Linked DNA regions of Sus scrofa: all the other regions are linked to region 1. Evidence: chromatin contacts called from public HiChIP or PLAC-seq data. All regions are on one chromosome and are shown on one strand. The core of a region is the stretch at or near the end of the contact, and the rest is flanking DNA. Distances in the headings are between cores, read along the strand shown.

Region 1 (3,471 bases), core at 91-2,590:
TTGCTCAGTGAGTTGGGGATCCACCGTTGCCGTGAGCTGCAGTGTAGGTCGTAGATTCGGCTTGGATCCTATGCTACTTTGGCTGTGGTGTAGGCCAGCAGCTGTAGCTCTGATTCAACCCCTAGCCTGGGAACACAGGCTGTGGGTACAGCCCTAAAAAGAAAAAAAAAAAAATTCATCAGACCCTACACAGGTGATTGCACAGCAGGATATTAGGTTATTTTTAGGCAGAAGGAATGGTATATACACTGAGTCATGGCCAATGGAAAGATTTTAGAACAACATAGAAATGCTCATGCCATTAAAATGACTTAGTTAAGCCATCATTACTTCATTGCTGCAGTTACCCAAACTGGCAGAGGTTCCCTATCCTAACTGTGCCTAGAGTAATCTGCCAAGAAATGTATATACACATTGGCCCACTTAACCAGAAATTTGCAGAATGGGATCTGGAGAATCTATATTTTCAATAACTCCAGGTGATTCTTTAGAGAAGAAAGATTTGAAAATCTCAGGCCATTCCAAGGTCTTTCTCTATTCCCTTTAGTCAGATTTTGCCTTAAAGGAGCTGCCTGGTAAATCTTAAGCCATTTCCACTAGACCTTCCTGATAGGAGATCTTTCCAATGGCATTCCAGATATCCATAACGAAGTAATAAATGATGGCTTCGATGAAGACAAAAATTTGGTTTGCGTTAGCTGATATTCTTTCATCTTTCCAATGGCCATCACAATGATGGCTTAACTAAGTCATTTTAATGGCATGAGCATTTGTATGTTGTTCTAAAATCCTTCCACTGGCCATGACTCAGTGTATATACCACTCTTTCTGCCTAAAAATAACCTAATATCCTGCTGTACAGACAATTAAAAAGCAGCTGAAAAGTTTAACTACTTCATTGAGTAAACATCTTAACTGGGTACTCATCTCATGAGCTACCCTTTCTTTAAATATACTTGCAGACAGTTTTCCTTCAATTGCAAAAAAAAAAAAAAATCTCCATTATGAAACTTTCCTTTCAATTATAACACAGGAGATATTTTGATGTACACCAACCGACAAAAAGAGTGTTTGCCAGTTGGTGTGTTTCCCTTATTATGTAAAATTGGAAATGGAAACTGCGGCCTTGATGAAAACACTGAAATTCCAGTAAGTAGGATTAGTCATACTTTTCGTGTACCAGGGTTAGATTTCCAACAGCAAGTAAAAGTTCCCTGAGCTACTAGTAGAAGAAAACATACTCCAATTAAAAGAAAAAAGAAGGAACTACACAGGCTTGCAAGAGCCAAAGCAGGGATGAGTAACATTTGACATTTGAAAGGCTGGAATCTGAGCAAACGCCTTTCTCCCAGAGGAGAAACTTCTCACCAAATAGTTGGCTCATTGTGGTATCTCGCTTTCTTTGAAACAGCAAGTCTCAAATCTTTAGGGAGAAGGCAAATTAATGAAAACCTTTTTGGCTTAACTCCTCACAGCCTGGGAACTGGTGTAATCAAATCAAGAAGTTCCAGCCAACTGAGATTTAAATTAGACCCTGGCCAGAGGAGTGGGAAGGGCCTCAGTTGTAACTGATTGTTGACAGGCCTGGGGCCCCTCCTGTGCTCCCTCAATGAGTGTCTGGGGGCTTTTTACTTCCACTCTTAATAAGGTCTCACTGTTTGAGAGCTAACATTTGGACCTCCTTCTTCGTCTTGAACATTAGAACAGTTACCCTTTCAACTGCAGGAAATATTTTCATATAAACACCAGAGCAAGTAGGTAAAAGGATGAGTCAGGGATCAAAAAAATCTGCACTGTCACCCCCATAATTCAGAGAGAACGAGAGACAAAGGAGCAAAGAAATAGAGTAGACCTTTAGACGTTCCTAAGCATTTAATTAAAGTAAGATTTATACACGTTCCATACGTCTCAGAATCCTTCAGATCAGCGGAGTATAAAATAACCCTTCCGCAACACGATGTTAAGTTTCTTAAATGCCAATGGCCAAATTTAGAGTATTTACGTGTTTTTCTTCCAAACCCTCTATGCACTCCAAGTAATCTCTTTTGAAGCCATCATATCCCCTCACAACTCACACAGAAAATTCAAGTCTTATTCTACTTCTTCTAAATCCTTCCCAATCAGATGAGCAAAAATTAGTAAGGTCTTAGTGAACCTGAGGCTAGGCCTGATGCCCTGCCCTGTTCCACCCACAAACAGGATAAAAACAAGAACCCATTGCCACCCTATCTCCCAAGCTAACAGTGTCCACGAACTTTCCTGGCACCTTACTGTTCCTTACATGGTTCTTCCTCCTCCTAAGTCAGTTTATAATGCATACTCCTGAATAAATGCTTGTATTAGTTTCCTAATACAAAGCACCAGAAAATGGGCAGCCTAAAACAGAAATTTATTGTCTCCCAGTTTTTGAGGCTAAAGTCTGAGATGAAGTTGTTGGCAGGGCTGGTTCCTTCTGAGGGCTGTGAGGGAAGGCTCCATTTCAGGTCTCTCCACCTGGTTTGTAATGGCCATCTTCTCCTTGTCTCTTCATATCATCTTCCCTCTATGTGTATCCCTTTGTCCAAGTTTCCCCTTCTTACCAGGACAACAGGCATGCTGGATGAGAGCCTACCTTAATGACCTCACTTTTGCTTGGTTACCTCTATAAAGATGCTATCTCCAAAAAAAAGAAAAGTGACATGTTGAGTTCCTAGGGATAAGACTCCAAACATAAATTTTGGTCAAAATCCAACCCATTAAAATCCTCTACCTGACCTTAGACAGTAAACACTAATGCCTAACACTCTGAGAAGCAAGGATGCAAACACACCAGGCCATATGTCATCTCAGTAATATCTTTAGAAGGAAGCTTACAGAATGCCCTTACATGCAGTTATCTGTAGAATGCTAAATGAAATTCACAGCAATCTGGTTATCCATAAGATACCTTTTCTTATAAATGTATACAAAGTGTTCTCTATTATACATTATGAAATAGTGAAACTAAAATCTCAACAGAGAGTTATCTTTGGCTTTTTTAGTTTTTCTCTGCTAAATGCAATTACCAAGCTGATGTCTCCATTTTGTGCATTGACTGGTGAGACAACAATATAGTTTTGTCACCCTCATTGAGGTAGGAGGTAGATGGGCCCCTGGGCTGAGAACAGCTGGGACTTATTAGGCCAAGGAAACTGGGCCTTGTTTCTCTTTGACACCTCAAGGAAAATGTCAGCTGAAGGAGCTGAGCTCAGCTGGAGTAGAGGGATAAGATTGTTGGAAGAACAAATCGTCTAACAATCTTAGAAGAGATAAGATTGATAAGAAGAGGCGATCCCTTTGTGGTGCAGTGATTAACAAATCTGACCAGGAACCATGAGGTTACAGGATTGACCCCTGGCCTTGCTCAGTGGGTTAAGGATCCAGTGTTGCCGTGAGCTGTGGTGTAGGTTGCAGACCGGCTCAGATCCCACGTTGCTGTGGCTGTGGCAGAGG
Region 2 (3,191 bases), core at 112-2,611, 740 kb before region 1:
CACACCACTCCAAGTTCTATTTTCGGACTTAATTATTGTTAAAGTAACCTATGGCAGGGTCACCAAGTCTGGCCCACCTGTTTTTGTATAACCCAAGCGATAAAAATGATTTTTACATTCTGAATTGGTTGGGAAAAAAAAATCAAAAGAGTTATATTTTGTGGCATATGAAAATTGTATGAAATTCAAATGTCAGTGTACATAGATAGAAATTACTGGGTGGAGCCCAACCATGTCCTTTTCCTTATATACCATCTATGGTTACTTTTGGATTCTAATAGCCAAGTGGAGTACTGAGACAGGGACCATATTCAAAATATTTACTCTTTGGGAGTTCCCATCATGGCGCAGTGGAAACAAATCTGACTAGGAACCATGAGATCAAGGGTTCGATTCCTGGCCTTGCTCAGTGGGTTAAGGATCCAGTATTGCTGTGAGCTGTGGTGTAGGCAGCAGATGAGGCTCAGATCTGGTGTTGCTGCGGTGTAGGTTGGTAGCAACAACTCCTATTAGACCGCTAGCCTGGGAACCTCCATATGCCATGGGTGTGGCCCTAAAAAGACAAGAAAAAAAAAAATTTACTCTTTGGCCTTTTACAGAAGAAGTTGGCTGATCTCAAATCTAGGGGATTGTTCAACACATTTTTTTCCTTCCTTCCTCCCTTCTCTCTCTTTCTCTTTTTTTGTCTAAATACTCGGTATATTTAAAAAGCACTACTAAAGAGCTGAGGTGGTGACTATCTTGCTTCTGACCTAAAAGACAGAGTAGTTTTCGTAGTTTAAACATAGTGCTCGTTAATTTGTTATGTGAAGAAGGTTGCCATTGTTCACTGTTCTCCGAAAACTCGATTGTTCTTTAAAAATGGATATATATATATATATATAGTAAATTTATATAGTAATTTATATAGTAAATTTATATGGTAATTTTTTTCCTTTGATATCGTAAATTTATGGTTTTCCCATTGAATCTTCCTTGTGATTCTGAGGGAGCCCCCATGTAGCCAGGTTGTATTCTCCTTTTTCTATAGTACTGATTTGTGTGTTTGTCCAATTGTGCTTTCTCCCATCTGTAGGGTTCTCAGAGGGAACCTGTTGGAATATAACATTGAAATAGAATCCTTCCCTCTGCAGTTTAAGGAACTTACAATTTATTTTATTTTATTTTTCATTTTATTTACTTATTTATTTATTTATTTATTTTCTTTTTAGGGCCATACCCACAGCATATGGAGGTTCCCAGGCTAGGGGTAGAATCGGAGCTATAGCTGCCAGCCTACACTACAGCCACAGCAACGCCAGATCCAAGCTGTGATGACCTACATCACAGCTCATGGCAACGCTGGATCCTTAACCCACTGAGCAAGGTAAGAGGTCAAACTCTCAACCTCATGGTTCCTAGTCAGATTTGTTTCCACTGCTCCACGACAGAAACTCCCAAGGAACTTAAAATTTTAATTTTAAATTCAGCACTTACAAAGCAAAGAAACAGTTGGGCATTGATCCTTAAGTTTTCCTCTTAGAGTGGAAAAGCTTTCGCCTTGTTCTTGACTTGTAGTGGATTATAGAAAAATCTCAGAATATTAGGACATCTTTGCTCAACTTCTTGCGTATCATCTATTTCAATAGTGGGTGAGGATGAGAAACAGAAAGTGAAGTACTAAAGGGGAAGTGAAATTACATCTGAGCTGATCAGTGTTGTTGGTTCTTTCCCATTAGCGTGACCATGTACTATGTCCTTTAAACCAGGACAAGTCTGAGAGTAAAAGGAGGTCCTGAAAGCCATTGGAATTATATAGTTTTAAATAATTTTTGAAATACATATTTGTGAACCAGAATTGGTTTTATTGCACAATAGATTACAAATACTCTATTAAAATTATTCTCAAAAGTAAAAATCTTCAAAATATATTCATATACATCATAGCAAATTATTATTATTGATTTTTAGGGCCACACCCATGGCATATGGAGGTTCCCAGGCTAGGGGTCAAATCAGAGCTGTAGCTGCTGGCCTACACCACAGCTACAGCAGTGCAGGTTCTGAGCGCTTTTCTACGACCTACACCACAGCTCACGCAACGCCAGATCCTTAGCCCACTGAGTGAGGCCGGGTATTGAACCTGCATCCTCATGGGTGCTAGTCATATTCATTAACTGCTGAGCCACAATACGAAGTCCACATCATAGCAAATTTTAAAAAATTATTCTTTGTGTGTATTAATGTTAATCAGTTTCTTTGCTAAACTTGCCTCCTATACCAGGTGGCTGGTGTTTTTCTGAAGATATTTCTGATACCATTGGTCTTTATTTATTTATTTGATCTTAATGTGATCTTCTATTTATTTTTTTCCATAAAATTAACCTGCAGTTATCTTCAAAGTTGTTCTTATGGTTAATATATTTGGAATTGTCATCACCTTCAACTGATAATTTTCTGTAGATGATACTGTAAATTAAGAAAATTCTCCTGTAGTTGCTTATCTGCTAAATTTGAGAAAATTTATTTCATGGAGGATAATATTTTTAATCTTATAATGAATTTTAATCTTAATGAAAAATTATTTCAAATACCTTCTTTGAGTTTCTTTTCCTTCTTTTTTTTTTTTGTCTTTTTGCCATTTTCTTGGGCCACTCCCGTGGCATATGGAGGTTCCCAGGCTAGGGGTCTAATTGGAGCTGTAGCCACCAGCCTACGCCAGAGCCACAGCAATGCGGGATCCAAGCCACATCTTTGACCTACACCACAGCTCACAGCAATGCCGGATACTTAACCCACTGAGCAACATGGTTGCTAGTCGGATTCGTTAGCCACTGAGCCACAACGGGAACTCCTCTCTGAGTTTCTGTTTAAAGTCATTCTCCAGAAAATTATATAAAGTGAAACATGCAAAAGAAAATTGTTCCTCTTTATAATTGGTTGTAATTACATAAATTTCCAAGCTACAAAATTATATATATTTTTTTCTATTTCATTCCATTTGGGAACAGAATACAAATTCATATAATTAAAGATAATTTTAATAAGTCAAGATAGTCCATACTTGGGGTTAATTCTTTCAAGGGCAGTGACTCATATTTTTATAAGATTAATAGGTCATATTAACCATAAACTGAATTGAGGATTATGATTACCTATTCACTTTGTGTGTGCAGATATTTGTGCATCCATCTGTGTTTCAATTTGTCTCT
Region 3 (3,270 bases), core at 567-3,066, 920 kb before region 1:
AAAAGCATAGGTGGCAGTTTCTACCAGAAACGCTGTAATCTCTGTGAGGACACAGTGACCGTCCACACTAGACCGTGCCTGCCTGGTATTTGCTGACTCGCAAATGAATGAGGAAATAGGGTCATTCTATCATCACGGAGGAAATTTTTGTTTCATTAACACATATAACAAAATGTTCTCTGTGTTAGCACATTTTGGGGAAAAGTAGCGTATTCTCAAAGTTTAGCAATTACCTCCCTCTGTAATATAGAAGCAAGAAAAGTACATATCAACTCTGAGGATAGAGGAGATGGGAAACATCATTTCCCCATCCCTGGAACAGGGAACACTGATCAAGACATTGGCCAGAAACTTTTCTAGGAGCTGAAGATACTAAAGAAATCAAACAACAGACCCTTGCCTTTATGGACCTTACATTCTATTGCAGGACAGGCAGGAAGTGAAATAAACAATTAAATACATGGTGTAAGAAAAAGTGAAAAGTGCTCCGAGGAAAACACTTAGTAGGAAGCACCGAGGTGCATCCATTGCACTATGGGAAGTCCTCTCTGATAAGGTGACATTTGTGTCAGGGAGTGAGCTATCTGGGGAGCTCCAGCAAGAGGATGCCAGATAAAGGCAACAGCAAATGCAGAGGCTTTGAGGCTTGATGTGTCAGGTCAGCAAGAGAGAGGGTACCTGGCAAGAGCAAAAGTGTAGACGATCAGCTAAGACTCATAGTGGGTCCTATATCATCCAGGAACTTTAGCCTTTATTCTGAGTAAGATAGGAAATTTGGGGAGACTTCTCTGCAGCATGTGCATAGTGTGATTTGGGGTTTTGACAGAATCACTGCCTGTTGCATTGGGAGTAGATTCAGGAACAAAGGGCAGAAGCAGAGAGACTGTAACTTAGGGATAAGGTGATAGAAGTTTTGTACCTGGGTAGGATTTTTCTAACAAATGCAGACCACGTTCCAAGTTTGTAAATGTCATAATCTGATTTACACTGATTTTGCCTCAGTTTAACCTCAATAGTAATTTTCACTATATTATGTATCATTCATAAGGACTTTAGATATCATTCATAAATAAACCACCAATAACATGTTTGACATATTACTCTAAACATAATCTTTGATCAGACTTTGTAGTCACATTCTTCCTAAGTTGAATATTGAATGCTGACATGAGTAGCAGAGTAATTATTGCCTTTGGGGATTGCATAGCTATGTCCTTAAATATTTCCTGCTGCGTAATATGGGTCAAGCTGCTTAACCTTGTTAAGACAGTTTATTTTTCTATGAAAATTAATATATTACACAAGTATGAGTAATCTGCCCACCACATCTTGGTTCACAGAAGAAATCCAATATTGAATTAGTTCCCTGCCCCTCAAATTTGGAGGACCTCTTCAAAGCTAGAACAGATATTGGTGACAACATTTCACTCAGGTTTGAAATGTTTGCTTTAACACAAATGCGTGTTTGATAGCTGCTCCCACCAGCTCTGCTCTGACATTTTGAAACTCATGACTCATCAAGGCAAATTATGGATGATGATATAGAGACTATTGAAATTTGAGTCATGACATAGAAGCCATCTGGATCTGTTACTATACCTGGTGGCAAACTCATGACAGTTTTTTCTGCTGAGATTTTTATTGAAGCCACATAGCCATTGACCACACACATGCACACTCAAATCTAACCATCATAAAAGTTTGGATCTATTTTGTAGACTCTGCAGCAGTCTGAAAAATGTAAGAGCTTGAAAACTGCCTTACTTTCTTAGTTGGGTGTTGGAGTCACACAGAATTAGAACATGACTAAGTGTTGTTACTAAGACTCTGCCAAACTGTGTAAGGTGAAATGGAAATGAGGGAAAAATATGACAGCAGCTATAGTGTATTGCTCTTTTTAAAAATTTCCAGCAGAATTATGTAATGAATTGAAGAGTTGATAGGGCAGGTTTACATTAGATCTGGCCATGAACATAATTTAGAGCCACCATCATTAACAGATATAACAAAAATTCTCTTTAGCTCTTGAGCTAGTTTTTTAGAATAATAGCATTTTCTTAGAATGTGAATAGAGGTCCTTGAGATGATAATAGTCAGTGTTGTTTTCTAATATCTTGAATCATTTCAACATTACAAAAACTAGCCTTTGTCTGTTAACTCATAATTAAGGAAACAGTGATTAATGGTTTTTTTCCTGTGAGTTTAAAACAATCCATATGTTATTCAGAGTTATCATGCTATTTGTATTTAATTTAGCAAGTTTAGCTCTGTATTTATACATGCTAATACTTTGATTAAAGTTAAAAAAAAAAGGGGAATAACAGTTTCCAAATGAGGGAAAGTAGTTTATGTAAGTTGCTTAGCATTTTCTATTCTCTTTCTTTGTCAGATTGCCTAATTTTGGAAGGTGCTTAGCAAATGCTAAAAATGTAAGCCCAAGATTTATTCTTTTGAAAAACCAATCCTTTTTTTTCCAAATAGGCGATATTCTAAGTGCTACTTTAATATGAAAATTTTGTTCTTTATGCTTGCTGGAATTTGAATAGCTTGTTGTATAACAGTATCTCTTTTCTCTCTCAGGAACTCTTTCCAGTTAACAGGCAGAGTGTGGATCATTTTGCTAAATACTTCACTGACGCAGGTCTGAAGGAGCTTTCTGACTTCCTCAGAGTCCAGCAGTCCCTGGGCACCAGGAAGGAGCTGCAGAAGGAGCTCCAAGAGCGTCTTTCTCAGGAATGCCCCATCAAGGAGGTGGGGACCGTGGGCTCACATTGCCGTGAGCCCGTGCAGCACCTTTACCTTCCTTTAGGAGACCTTTCTTTGTCTATTATTGTGAATTTGATGCTCTTTTTATACCATTAGCTCAATTTCAAAGTATTGATTCAGAATCCTCCAGGAAGTTCCAGAAATTAATGGTTATTTCCACACAAGGGGCTGTCTACCAGGCTGCTGTGGTTGTCAAAATATTTCATCTGTCCAAGAGATTTACTATTCATTATCAGTATGTCCCATTTTATGGTGCTTTCCCCATTTATTGCAGATTACATAATATGGTATTAAGTACTGGGTTAATGTATGTAAGTCTTAATTTTAAGGCAAACAAAAGGGTTGATTTTATATTCATATTACAGGAAAAGACTAGTTGAACCAGTGGCCTGTTGGCTCCCACTCATAATAGCTGCATAATCCCATAATGTAAATTCCACATTTTTGCGTAGCTAAAGTCCATATGGCTGTGACTGTATCTTCTTCAAGTCATGCCTGAAGAAA

What was found. HiChIP or PLAC-seq counts read pairs in DNA pulled down with a chosen protein or histone mark.
Region 2: a contact with region 1 is called in an H3K27ac HiChIP or PLAC-seq map of alveolar macrophages. The contact joins two enhancer-like sites. A contact is called at or near these places in 1 of 47 Hi-C or Micro-C datasets (embryonic fibroblasts) and 1 of 2 datasets of contacts at active chromatin or transcription factors (alveolar macrophages).
Region 3: an H3K27ac HiChIP or PLAC-seq map of alveolar macrophages shows a contact between it and region 1. The contact joins two enhancer-like sites. A contact is called at or near these places in 2 of 47 Hi-C or Micro-C datasets (embryonic fibroblasts and subcutaneous adipose tissue) and 1 of 2 datasets of contacts at active chromatin or transcription factors (alveolar macrophages).

The regions. Positions count from the first base shown.
Region 1 is chr9:86,852,836-86,856,306 of Sscrofa11.1, forward strand. All of the region lies in intron 1 of LOC110255481 (a long non-coding RNA gene), which reads right to left. Among named protein-coding and RNA genes, the nearest start is that of SNX13, 230 kb to the right of the region's middle. Within about 2 kb of position 1,341, at least 9 of the 83 cell types and tissues checked have an H3K27ac peak or open chromatin away from gene starts, as enhancers often do. A contact at or near this core is called in alveolar macrophages, where this site is marked.
Region 2 is chr9:86,116,915-86,120,105 of Sscrofa11.1, forward strand. The region is part of intron 1 of LOC102158500 (anterior gradient protein 3); the gene reads right to left. Among named protein-coding and RNA genes, the nearest start is that of AGR2, 65 kb to the left of the region's middle. Within about 2 kb of position 1,362, at least 4 of the 83 cell types and tissues checked have an H3K27ac peak or open chromatin away from gene starts, as enhancers often do. A contact at or near this core is called in alveolar macrophages, where this site is marked.
Region 3 is chr9:85,932,920-85,936,189 of Sscrofa11.1, forward strand. It overlaps BZW2 (basic leucine zipper and W2 domains 2), which reads left to right. Exons shown (of 12, transcript NM_001245007.1): 8 at 2,581-2,751. Among named protein-coding and RNA genes, the nearest start is that of BZW2, 47 kb to the left of the region's middle. Within about 2 kb of position 1,817, at least 6 of the 83 cell types and tissues checked have an H3K27ac peak or open chromatin away from gene starts, as enhancers often do. A contact at or near this core is called in alveolar macrophages, where this site is marked.